4 separate regions of the Mus musculus genome follow, and all the other regions are linked to region 1. The links are chromatin contacts, called in public HiCAR-type and promoter capture Hi-C maps. All regions are on one chromosome and are shown on one strand. The core of a region is the stretch at or near the end of the contact, and the rest is flanking DNA. Distances in the headings are between cores, read along the strand shown.

What was found. Promoter capture Hi-C pulls out the DNA fragments that hold promoters and counts their contacts. HiCAR-type assays count read pairs that join an accessible place to other places.
Region 2: a promoter capture Hi-C map of pre-B cells shows a contact between it and region 1, with 5 times the contacts expected there. The contact joins the promoter of Ap1s3 here to the promoter of Irs1 in region 1.
Region 3: a contact with region 1 is called in a HiCAR-type map of astrocytes, with 4 times the contacts expected there. The contact joins the promoter of Wdfy1 here to the promoter of Irs1 in region 1.
Region 4: a promoter capture Hi-C map of hippocampal neurons shows a contact between it and region 1, with 2.8 times the contacts expected there. The contact joins the promoter of Serpine2 here to the promoter of Irs1 in region 1. A contact is called at or near these places in 1 of 39 promoter capture datasets (hippocampal neurons) and 1 of 115 datasets of contacts at active chromatin or transcription factors (astrocytes).

What each region holds. Positions count from the first base shown.
Region 1 is chr1:82,290,127-82,292,711 of GRCm38.p6, forward strand. It overlaps Irs1 (insulin receptor substrate 1), which reads right to left and starts at 1,313. Exons shown (of 2, transcript NM_010570.4): 1 at 1-1,313. The coding sequence starts at 367.
Region 2 is chr1:79,670,672-79,673,256 of GRCm38.p6, forward strand. Ap1s3 (adaptor-related protein complex AP-1, sigma 3) reads right to left here and starts at 1,301. Exons shown (of 5, transcript NM_183027.2): 1 at 1,179-1,301. The coding sequence starts at 1,181.
Region 3 is chr1:79,760,463-79,763,047 of GRCm38.p6, forward strand. Wdfy1 (WD repeat and FYVE domain containing 1) reads right to left here and starts at 1,307. Exons shown (of 12, transcript NM_001111279.1): 1 at 1,102-1,307. The coding sequence starts at 1,238.
Region 4 is chr1:79,857,378-79,859,962 of GRCm38.p6, forward strand. It overlaps Serpine2 (serine (or cysteine) peptidase inhibitor, clade E, member 2), which reads right to left and starts at 1,288. Exons shown (of 9, transcript NM_009255.4): 1 at 1,134-1,288.

The DNA.
Region 1 (2,585 bases), core at 63-2,562:
CGTCATGGTGGGCCTTTGCCCGATTATGCAGCTGCAGAAGAGCCTGGTACCAGCTGTCTTGCTCAGCCTCGCTATCCGCGGCAATGGCAAAGTGTTCGTCTCGGGTGTAGAGAGCCACCAGGTGCTTGTTCTTGGAGTCAGCCCGCTTGTTGATGTTGAAACAGCTCTCGAGGGGGATCGAGCGTTTGGGGGCGCTCGACTTGTGCCGCCACTTCTTCTCGTTCTCATAATACTCCAGGCGCGCTGGGCCCCCGGCCTCGCTGGCCGCCCGCAGCACGAAAAAGCGCTTATGCATACTCTTGGGCTTGCGCAGGTAGCCCACCTTGCGCACGTCTGAGAAGCCATCGGTATCCGGAGGGCTCGCCATGCTGCTGCGGAGCAGAGGGAGGTGTTGAAAAACTGGGTGAGGGGTGGCTTCTCAGTGCGGCCCCGCACATGCACTCCGGGCTGGAGGAAGCTCGCAGAAATTCTGACTCCAAAATTCACGCTGTTCCTGGAGCTGGGGAGGGGCAGCCGAAGGACGAGGTAACTGCGCCAAGGAAGATAGCCTGATCCGAGTTTAAGGGCGTTTCATGCCCAGAGGGAAGGGCAGTGGGTCTAGGGTGAGTGCAGCCGCAATCTTCCGAGGACTATGTCTCCCCCAGTCCCTGCAGCAGAGAAGGAGCTATGGTGCATCCCTTGCCGCCCCTGGTCGAGTCCGATGTAGGGAGGCAGCGATGGCCCGAGGAGTCCCCGCTTGGCTCTCTAGGCGCGCGCGCCTTCCCTCCCGAGTTCCCCTCTGGAAGTAGCGATTCCCGAGGCAAATTAAATATCCTTGGGCAGGGGGAGGCGGGCTGCCAAGTCCCAACGTTGCACCGGGTTCTCCCTCCTCCTTCTCCTCCTCCTCCTCTGCCTCCTCCCACCCTTCAACCGTCCCCGTCGCCACCAGCCGCCCAAATACCAGCTCAATCGCAGAGACCGCGGCGCTGCGGCTGTTGCTGCTGCTGCTGCTGCTGCTGCCGCCCGAGGACGCGTCCTCTGCAGCCCGCACTCGAGCCCATCTCGGCGGGCGGGGAAAGTGGCTTTTCCACGCGCAACGCTACTGGGCAGCTGGGGGAGCAGGGGACGGTCCAGAGGGACAGGCTCATCCCTGCCCCTAGCTCCAGTCCGCAAGGGAGGAGGGGAGGGGACGAGGGAGGGAGGCGGGGAGCGGGGGAGGTTTGGGAAGAGATCGGGGAAGACGCCCGGTCCTCCCGAGGCGCAGCCGCTGCAGTTACTTCTCTCCTCCTCCCTCCTTCTCCTCCCTCCTCCTCCTCCCTCCTCCTTCCTCCTCCTCGGAGAGTTGCCGAGAGCCCCAACCAAAACAAGCGGCGGCTGCGGCGGCTGGCACCGCGCGCTGGCCCTCTTCAGACCGCGCCGCCGTCTCACTCCAGAGGAGCAAAACACGTGACGGAGCCTCTGCGCTCAGCAGCCTGGCCGCCGCCGGGAGGCTCCAGCCCGGGTCTCTCTCCCTCTCCCTGCTCGCTCTACATTCCGGGCCGAGCCCGCCCCACGCCCGCCCCTCTCCACCCCCTGGCCGTGCCGCAGAGGCGCCCGCGCTGGCCCTTTGCTGCAGCGCTCGGGCAGCGCCCCTGCGTGGCCGGCAGAGCCCGGGGCGCTGTGTCTCCCACGCCCGTGCCACCCAGAGCGCCCCCGGCCCGTAGGAATCCCCGCGGCGGGAGGGCAGGCTTGTTTGGGTGGCTACCGGAAAGCAGGAGGGGAGTCTGGGAAAACGGGAGGGGGGGATCTGGGGAAGACGCAGGAGTGAGGGAGGGGGCAGTGAGAGGGGGGGTGCACTGCGGCTGCAGAGCCCCGAGAGGGTGGGGGCGCTGGGGCGGAGGGGACGCGGGTGACCTGCTAGCTCTCACCCAACAGGTAAAGGCGACCCCCGGGAGGCAGCTGGATGTCGGTGTCTGGGTGAGAGGCCCTGGTAGGGAGATCTACATTTTTGTAAGATTTTCTAAAGGACTTCTGAGCCAGTCTTCCACCTGGAATCTCCGGACGTACCGTGGTGAAGCACCTGGAAGAAACAGAGAGGGACGCCCAAGGGCAATGACTGTTGGCTAGGTTAGGGTCTCTCGGAATCGCGACCTGGGATCTCACACCTGGCACTATTAGCCGCTGATCACTAAGGAAATAAAATGTAAAAGTCACCATTTCTCTTCCTTCATGCAGGTGAAGAGGGATTCACACTTAAGGGTTAGTTAGTGCAAAAGGTGGGGGGCGGGGGCTGGAGGAAACCTGGCACCCCTTATCACATTCGTAAGTCTATTTGTGATTTTTTTTAAAGATGTAAAGGACCTTCAGAGAGTTCCTAAGTGTACACCCTTACTGTGTATATGTTAGCAGATGTTTGTTTCATAGTTTGCACGAGCATTAGACGACCCTATACACTTTTAACCTTGACCACAAGGATAAGTGGGAGACAAGGATAAGTGGCTAGGCTGCACAGGAAAATGGGTACTTCTTGATGAAAACGGGTCAGCAGCCTCTTTGCAAAGCCTATTTCTTAGTCTCACCACAAGCAGACGCTCCCCAAAGTTTTTTTTTTTCTTTTTCTTTTTAAG
Region 2 (2,585 bases), core at 51-2,550, 2.6 Mb before region 1:
TTGGGCTCCATAGATACTTGGGAACCAGCCTTCATCCCACCTCCATTAGGCAAATGAGCTATCTTCCTGGGTACCTTGTTCCTTGGGAAACTTGAGCAAGCCAAGAGAGCTGCTCCGTTATTTACAGGGGCCTTTTTGCACCCTGCATTTACCTCAACAAACAAAAAATGGGCACGCTGGGAACCCTGCCGACATCCTCTGGGCTATCTGTCCGGGTGTCTCAGCAATGGACTACTCCAACTCAACCTTCTTTCTAAAGTCACCTGCTCTCTGTCGTGCATCCAGAGAGTGCCTTCAGGAGGTCACTTCTCTGAGAATTTGGGAAGTGTGCACAACCAGGGAAGTGGGACAGGCTACCAAACTAGTCACTGTCCCAGCAGAAAGCCAGCGCGAGAGAAACCTCAGGTATTGCTTCCACCCAGAGCTGGATATCCACTTCTGAGTGTAGCGGGTCTCCGGGCTTTCATCTTGATAGGAATTCCACCCCACGCCCCCACCCCCCCACATCTCAGTCCATTCTCCATCATCAATCAAAGGGTTCAGGAAGTGTAGAATGGATACGGTCACTACTCCTGTTAAAATTCGAGCGAATCAAAACCCAAAACTCTACTTTATGAAGAACTGCTACCTGGTATCCCTCCCGCCTCTCCAGCCACAAACCGGGGTTTCATTTCTCCTCTTCACAGTCGCTCACCCCTCCAACTGCTGCGCTCTACCAAAACACCTCGGGGAGCTCAAATGTCACTTCCTCAAAAAGGCCACCAAATCAAAAATTACCTCTCAGGCGGGTTTCTTGAGGCTTGGGAGTTCTCCTCGCTCTGGAAAGTTATTTTTATTTCACCATTCCATCACCGTCTCTTTCCCTAGGCATCCTTTCCTACCAGTGTTAAGCACCTGGTCCCCCGCGACATCCCCAGCGCCTGGCTCGGACCAAGCGATCAGAGAAAGAGACTGAAATGAATGAAGAGCGGTGCCCGGTGTCCGTGGGACTCGCAGGAACGGGGAGACCTGCACTGTCCGGAGCAGCCGGGCCACCCTCGCCTGTGACTCGGCGGTACCCAGAGCCAGGTTAGGCGCGTACCCCCTCCCCAGCCGCGTGTTCGGCCCTGGAGCCGCAGGTGTCACCTGGAGCGCGCACCGCCTCGACCAGCTCCATCACGATGCTCAGCCCTACTCACCATGGTCCCGGGTCCCTACAGCAGCGATTGCCCGGGATGCGAGGGCCAGAAGAGACTGTAGCAGCCCGGGCGGCTGACAGGTGAGGCGCTAGCCTCAGACCATGGCTACTTCCCACAATGCCCTTGAACTGAAAGTTTGCAGACTCCTCCCCGCACCGGGCTGCTCCTCCCCTCCGCTCCTCCCACACACCTTCCTCCTGGCTTCCTCAAATTGTGTCACTCCTTCTCTGCCTCTTCACAAGCCTCCCGCTCCAGCTCCCCCTTTTACCCTTTCTCACTCCCTCCTCCTCCCCCTGGTTCTTCCTTTGCTCTCCTGCGCCACGGGGACCCCGCAGTTCGCCACGCCCCTCATCACCGCTAGCCCCACCCAGGGCAGTGCTTACACCTGCGCGCGCACCTTCTGCGCTGACCGCGCCTGGTGCCCCAGCTTCCCTTTTGGTCTGGGGTCTGCGATCCTTCTTCTGCTGCCACGTTGTGTGCTTCATGAATGGGACTGGCGACCTTCCGCCAAAAGAAGATGCTTGCCTTTACACCTGAGAAAAGTGTAAAAAGCAGTCTGGCCCTACACCTCAGGGAGAGAGCAGTTCCCAGAGCTAGAAATACATGAAAAATGTTTTCACACACACTCCCTTGAGTTTTGTTTTGCTTTTTACCAAAATTGCAATTCAAGAACATTCATAGCCCTCTCCGCTTAAAGTTTTCTATTACATTAAGGTACTGAAACTCGGGGGGGGGGGGAGTGGTGTTTGTTTTTCTTCAGCTGTTTTTCTTCCCCTTGATTTTTAGGCCTAGACTGTTTTGTTATTTAAATTAAAATATAATTACATCATTTTCCCCTTTCTTCCCTTAAATTCCCCTCTTCCCCAGGTATACCCACCCACCCTGCCCCGGCGCAGTTTCATTTGAAATCGTGGCTTCTTTTTTCTTTAGGGGTGTGTGTGTGCGTGTGTGTGTGTGTGTGTGTGTGTGTGTGTGTGTGTGTGTTACTGCTCGGTCTTTTAGTGTTGCTCTTATGTGTATGGTTTCAGGACAGACCACTTGGTATTGGCTAAACAATTAGGGGAGTTTTAAGCCGGAATAAAGAATCTCCAGGTCTCCGAGTTCTAAGCAGAGTTTTAGCACAGATTGATTTGGGGAGAATGGGCTGGTTTCGCCATATACCCAAAGAGAGACAATGACTCTTAAAGGTTAACCTTTGTCTAAATGGCTCTTAGACCCATAAGTCGACGGAATTCCTCTCCAGGATCTAATCTGAACCATCTGCAGGATATAGACACCCCGTGCCCCCCCAGCCCCCATCTAGGAACAGGAAAGCAAAGAGAACTCCAGCTGGGCTCCCGAATTCCTGCCACTAATGCCTTTCCTTCATGCCAGGCCCTATGGGGGAGCCCTGGTGATGAATGAGGG
Region 3 (2,585 bases), core at 57-2,556, 2.5 Mb before region 1:
ATAAATTTTCCTTTTAAAATAAGTGCATCTGGACTTTTAAAGAACTAACTAATCACTTTTTGTACAAAAATCGAAAACTCTTTGGTCAGTAAGAGTTCAGATAGTTCTAGCAGCTATGGTTCAAACAAACAAACAAACAACTGACCCTGAAGCCAGGAGAAGCACAGGAAAGTATACAACCTAACCTCAGCCCCCAAACAAATTAGAAGGAAGAGGTGAATGCCCGTGGGGTTCCATGTAAGGAATAAACAGCCGCACCAGGTCCCAAGGTAATTAGCTACTAGTCCTCTGGGACTTGGAACGGTCCCAGGAGAACACAGGAACTCTGGAGCACCAGGTAAGCCCCAGCCAGGAAGACACAGGAGGCAAAGGTTGGAGCAGCACCACGGGACAGGACGGCAACGGGGGCAAGAGGCTAGCTAGAAGCTAGGACTGGAGTACCGACTCGCAGGGGTGTGCACTGGGAACCCTGGACTGCAAGCCAGCGGTGGGAACAGGGGTTCTGTCAGGATGGGGAGATGGAGGGACTAGGTCCCAGGTTAGAAGGGTGTGGCGAAGGTCCGGAACTAAAGACCTTTGAAGAAAGACTTTGGACTAGAGAGGTCGTGTGAGGTCCAGGGTCCCAGAATGGGTGGGTCCTGAGTGGGATGAGCCCTGTGGATCAGGGTCCCAGACTGGAGATGAATTGTGGAACAGGGTCCCGAGACTGGAGGGGATCTGGAGGGTTGGTCAGTGGTTTATGGTGCTATAGGACGGGGTCCAGGGACAGAAGAGTCTGTGGGTCTGGGTCGGGGTCCCGTGATAAAGGGGGCGCTGGAGAACCTGATTCCGGACTGAAAGGGCGCAGTGGGACGGTCTGGGGCTGTTGGGGTTCCCAAGACTAAAGGCGCGCGGAGGGGGATAGGTCCCAGACTAGGGGAGTAAGACAGATCCGCCTGACGGCACCAGGATCTCGGTGGACTACGGGGACGTGGGAGAGAGGGTGGCCGCTCCGTCCGGGGTGACAACAAGAAGGGAGGCAGAATCGCGGACCCCACGATCCCCACGCCTCGTGGTCGTCACCACCTCACGCCCCGGCCCCCGCGTGCTCCCAGACTCTACCTGTCCTCGCTAGCGGTGATCACGCCGTCCTCCTTGGGGATGAGCAGCGCGGCGGTGACGGCGTCCTGGTGGCCCTCTATCTTGCTCAGCAGCACCGGGCGGCTGCTCTGAGGCCTGGAGTGGATCTCCGCCGCCATGTTCGAGCCGCGGCCTCCCCCGCGGGCGGCCCATCAGCTGACCGCCGGGCGGGGACGCGCCGGTTGCTTAGGGCAACCCAGCCGCGTGTGCTCCACGCCGCCGTAAGCTCGCGAGCACTGCCGCAGATTCCCGTAGTACTTGGTGAAGCCGCACAGTTATAATTCTGTGACCCCGGAAGGAACCCTAAAAAAACAAAAACAAAAACAACAACAAAAAACAGGATCTTGGTGAAGGTTAAAAAGCCAAATAATTCTCCCGGAAACGGATTGAGCTGAGCAGTAGCAGAACACAAGCACCTGCCCCTCAAACAGTATCGCACCGCATCCACCCTAAGAAGCCATTGTTTGAAAGACACACCCCAATTTCAGGCTTGTTAAAAGGTGGAAAAAAAAAAAAAACTCACAAGCAGCTCCCCCTGGGAGCTGCGACTGGTACCATCATCCAAACGCTCATAGCCTGTGCATAATTCTACTCTATGATTGTTAACATTGTGCAAACTACCACAATGGGACACTTTTCTGTTCAGGAGATTGTGACTATCTCCCCACCCCCACCCCCAGTTACAGCTTTCTCCTCCAGTTAGAATATACAATTTTTTATTTACCTCAGCCCGCCCCTCAACACCACCATTTCCTGCCAACTTCCTGTCCGAAGAAAAGCTCTTTTTCCTTAAACCTTCTCCAAATCACCCAGCACCAACCCTTATCCTTCAGTTGCTGTGTTACCCAGATGCCAAATGGCTCCCTCTCCACGAGGCACCCTCTGCTAACACACAGCCAACCTCACTTGTCCAACTGCAGGTGAATTCCTGATGGGTTTTGGCTGGACGACACTGATAGTATGTTTTAAGGGCCATAATCGAGAAACCCAGTCAGAATTTCACACAGCTCCCTTTTCAGCCCTTCATCCCACACACGCTGTTACTACTATTACCCAAACTGCAGTACACACAAACCACGGGTTCTTGACCCACAAACCCTGAACTAAAATAACCCCTTCCTTCCTTCCTTCCTTCAGTTGCCTTTAGTCTGGTAGTTTGCTTCACAGCAGTGAAAAAGGTAACTAATCCAGCGGGAAAATTCTTACTTAGAAAGTACAAGGTTCTGAGTGTTGGGTAGCAGTTTTCTCTGAGGTTAAAAGAGTTCATCTGAGAGGGAAGCTCAGTAAGACAGAGGGTGCTCACAGGGTGTTCGAAGAGAAGGTGAAACTTTGCTGCCTCGGGGAAGCTTCTGGTGCTCCGAAAGTGAACAACTCAAAATAGCTTGAGGAAGTTCCTGAAACTGACCGGATAGTCTAGGCCCCTCCCTAAGCATGTAGAAGTATAAAAATGACTGAGAGACTGACAG
Region 4 (2,585 bases), core at 38-2,537, 2.4 Mb before region 1:
GAGTCACCCTTAGCTGAACAAAAATTTCAAACACTACTCTGAAAAAAACAGCTAAAACTCCATTGTTGACGGTTCCATTATCTGTGGCGAAGCTCTTGAGATTTTTTTTTTTTTTTTTTTTTTTTTTGCTTAAATGTTGCCAACAGGGTATAATTATTGTTTTAGAACCACAGAAAGTGTTCAAAGCACCTTCAATTTTTAAGTGTGCTTCAGATACACAAATCGGTAATGCTGACATTTCTCCCATTATCTGTATTCCCATTCAGATACAAAATCTCCAAAGTACAAGATGATCAGATCAATTGTTCTAGAACAGTTCAGAAAAGTAAACTGCCTCCTGGCTTGAAAGAGAAAAGTTAAACCTTCAAACACCTTTTTATGTTCATGCTAAATATAAGAACGTTCCCAGCAAAGTAGTCAAAGCAAGATCCAGCGGCGTTTGGAGATTTCTCTGGAGAGACACGCGGAGATTCTGTTTTGTTCATTAAAACACTAAAAATCCTCAACAGCACCTTCCCTAATACCTGAAGGTGGAGTGCTGTCTTATGTAATAGCAGCTTTCCCTCTCTGCTCATCGTGGGGGCAAATTAAATACCTAATTCCTCCGAGGATTTCTGAGTACTTTCACCTTACCTGGAGTCACTCACCGGCCTCGCAATTCCCTGGTCCACAGATGATGAAAATAAATAAGAAATCGCAAAGAGCTGCTACTGTATCCTAGGGACAAGCCTGTTGCAAAGGCCAGTGTGAACTGAAGTCCTTCCCCAAACCGCTGCCCACCTCCACACTGCACAGGCAAAGGTTACAAGTGAGAGCCGGTCGCCCGGGACAGGGACCCGCGCACGGGAAAAGTGTGGGGTCGGTGCTACCCGTGAGTGCCCAGTCGCCTCGGGTTCAGGGTCACGGTTTGCAGTCCTGCTGGACCCACCCCGAGCTCGGCGAGCGTTCCGTCAGCCTCCGGCACACCTGGACGCCCAAACCCTCGGGGACAGGGACGCGGGAGCCAGGAGCGCTCGCAGCGGGGCCCGAGGCGGTTCGAGAAAGTTCCCGCCCCAGCAACCGGTCGCGGTGCTGCCCCGGGGACAGTCCCCGGCTCCCCTCCGAGCAGCGGGAACCCCGCAGCTGCTACTCACCCGTCCTCGCTTGGATCCCCAGGTGGCGGCCGAAACCGGGAGGGAGATCGGCGCTGCGCGGCGGTGGGGGACAGGCGGCGGTGACGGTGACGCGTGCAGCCCGCACTCCCGTGCAACCACTGCACTAGCCGGCCGGGCCGCGCGGGGGCTTTATCGCCGCCGCCGCCCCCGCCCCTTCCTGCCTCCCCCGCCCCCCGGCCCGCCCCGCCCCGCCTTCCCGCCGCCGCCTTTGTGTGGCAGCCGGCCGCAACGTCTCTGCACCGCAGGGGACTTTAGGACGCCCCCCTGCCCGACCCGCGGTCGCCAGATGCCGCCCTCTCGCGGGGGTTGGGGGGTTCGGGTCCCCAGAAAGCTCCGGCCAGACGCGCCGGGCTCGAGGTGCGGCGCCAACCCCCGGTCGAGCTGCACGTGGATCGTCCGGATGAGCCTGTGGGGAGTGGAGAGGAGTGGGCGACACAGAAGCCAGTGGTGTGCCCCTGAGACGCAAGACGCGTCGTCTGGGGGTGTTGGGGGGGGGGTGACAGTGTGCAATCCTGCAGGTGATGGAAATAACGGAGCTAGGACGTGGAGGTCTAGAACAGGTCCTCCAGGTGCCCCAGAGTCAACTTATCCCTGCTTAGTGGATGAGCTGGCTGTGGGATTCCTAGGCACATGACAAGCAAGGACATGCAGAAAACTGACCCCTTGCTTGTGGTGATAGCATGAAGTACTCTCAGAGCTCCGAAGATCCAGGTGTTTTGAACCTACACCTTCAGCCCCTGAGACCTTATCAGACCCAAGGCCAGCAACAGATGGCTGTTATGTCCCATGGTCTGTTACCTGAGTGTCCCTTTCTGCATTCTTCAGTCCTCTGCTCAGGTTAGGTTTGTAGGGACTTTCATGGTAGTCTCTGTTGCCTTTGGTGCAACGCCCTCCCTATCAGGCCCCATGTTTGGCCCCAATGAAGAAAAAACAGCCGTAAATCTCTTTAGGGCTGTGAAATAAACTGCACCTAGTGCTAGAGCAACTCAGATCTCTGAGCAACCACACTGACACAGCTGTGTCCATGACAGACACTCCCCCACCCGTGTGTGTGAGTGTGTGTGTGTGTGTGTGTGTGTGACTTGAAAAACTGAGAGCAGCTTTCCAGATGAAGGCATTAGGGACTGAGGGTGTGGCTAGGTGGTAGGGTGCTTGCCTCAGATGCACAAGGCACTGGATTAGGGTGCAGTGCTACAGATAGGAGGGGAAGCAGATAAGAAACTACTAGAGCAGTGGTTCTCAACCTTCCTAATGGTGCAGCCCTTTAATAGGTATGGTTCCTCATGTTGTGGTGCGCCCCCCCCCCCCCATAGCACTATTATTTTCCTTCTTACTTCATAACTGTGACTTTGCTACTGTTATGAGTTGTCATATAAATATCAGTGTTTCCGGATGATCTCTGTGAAAAGGTCATTTGACCCCTCAAGGGGT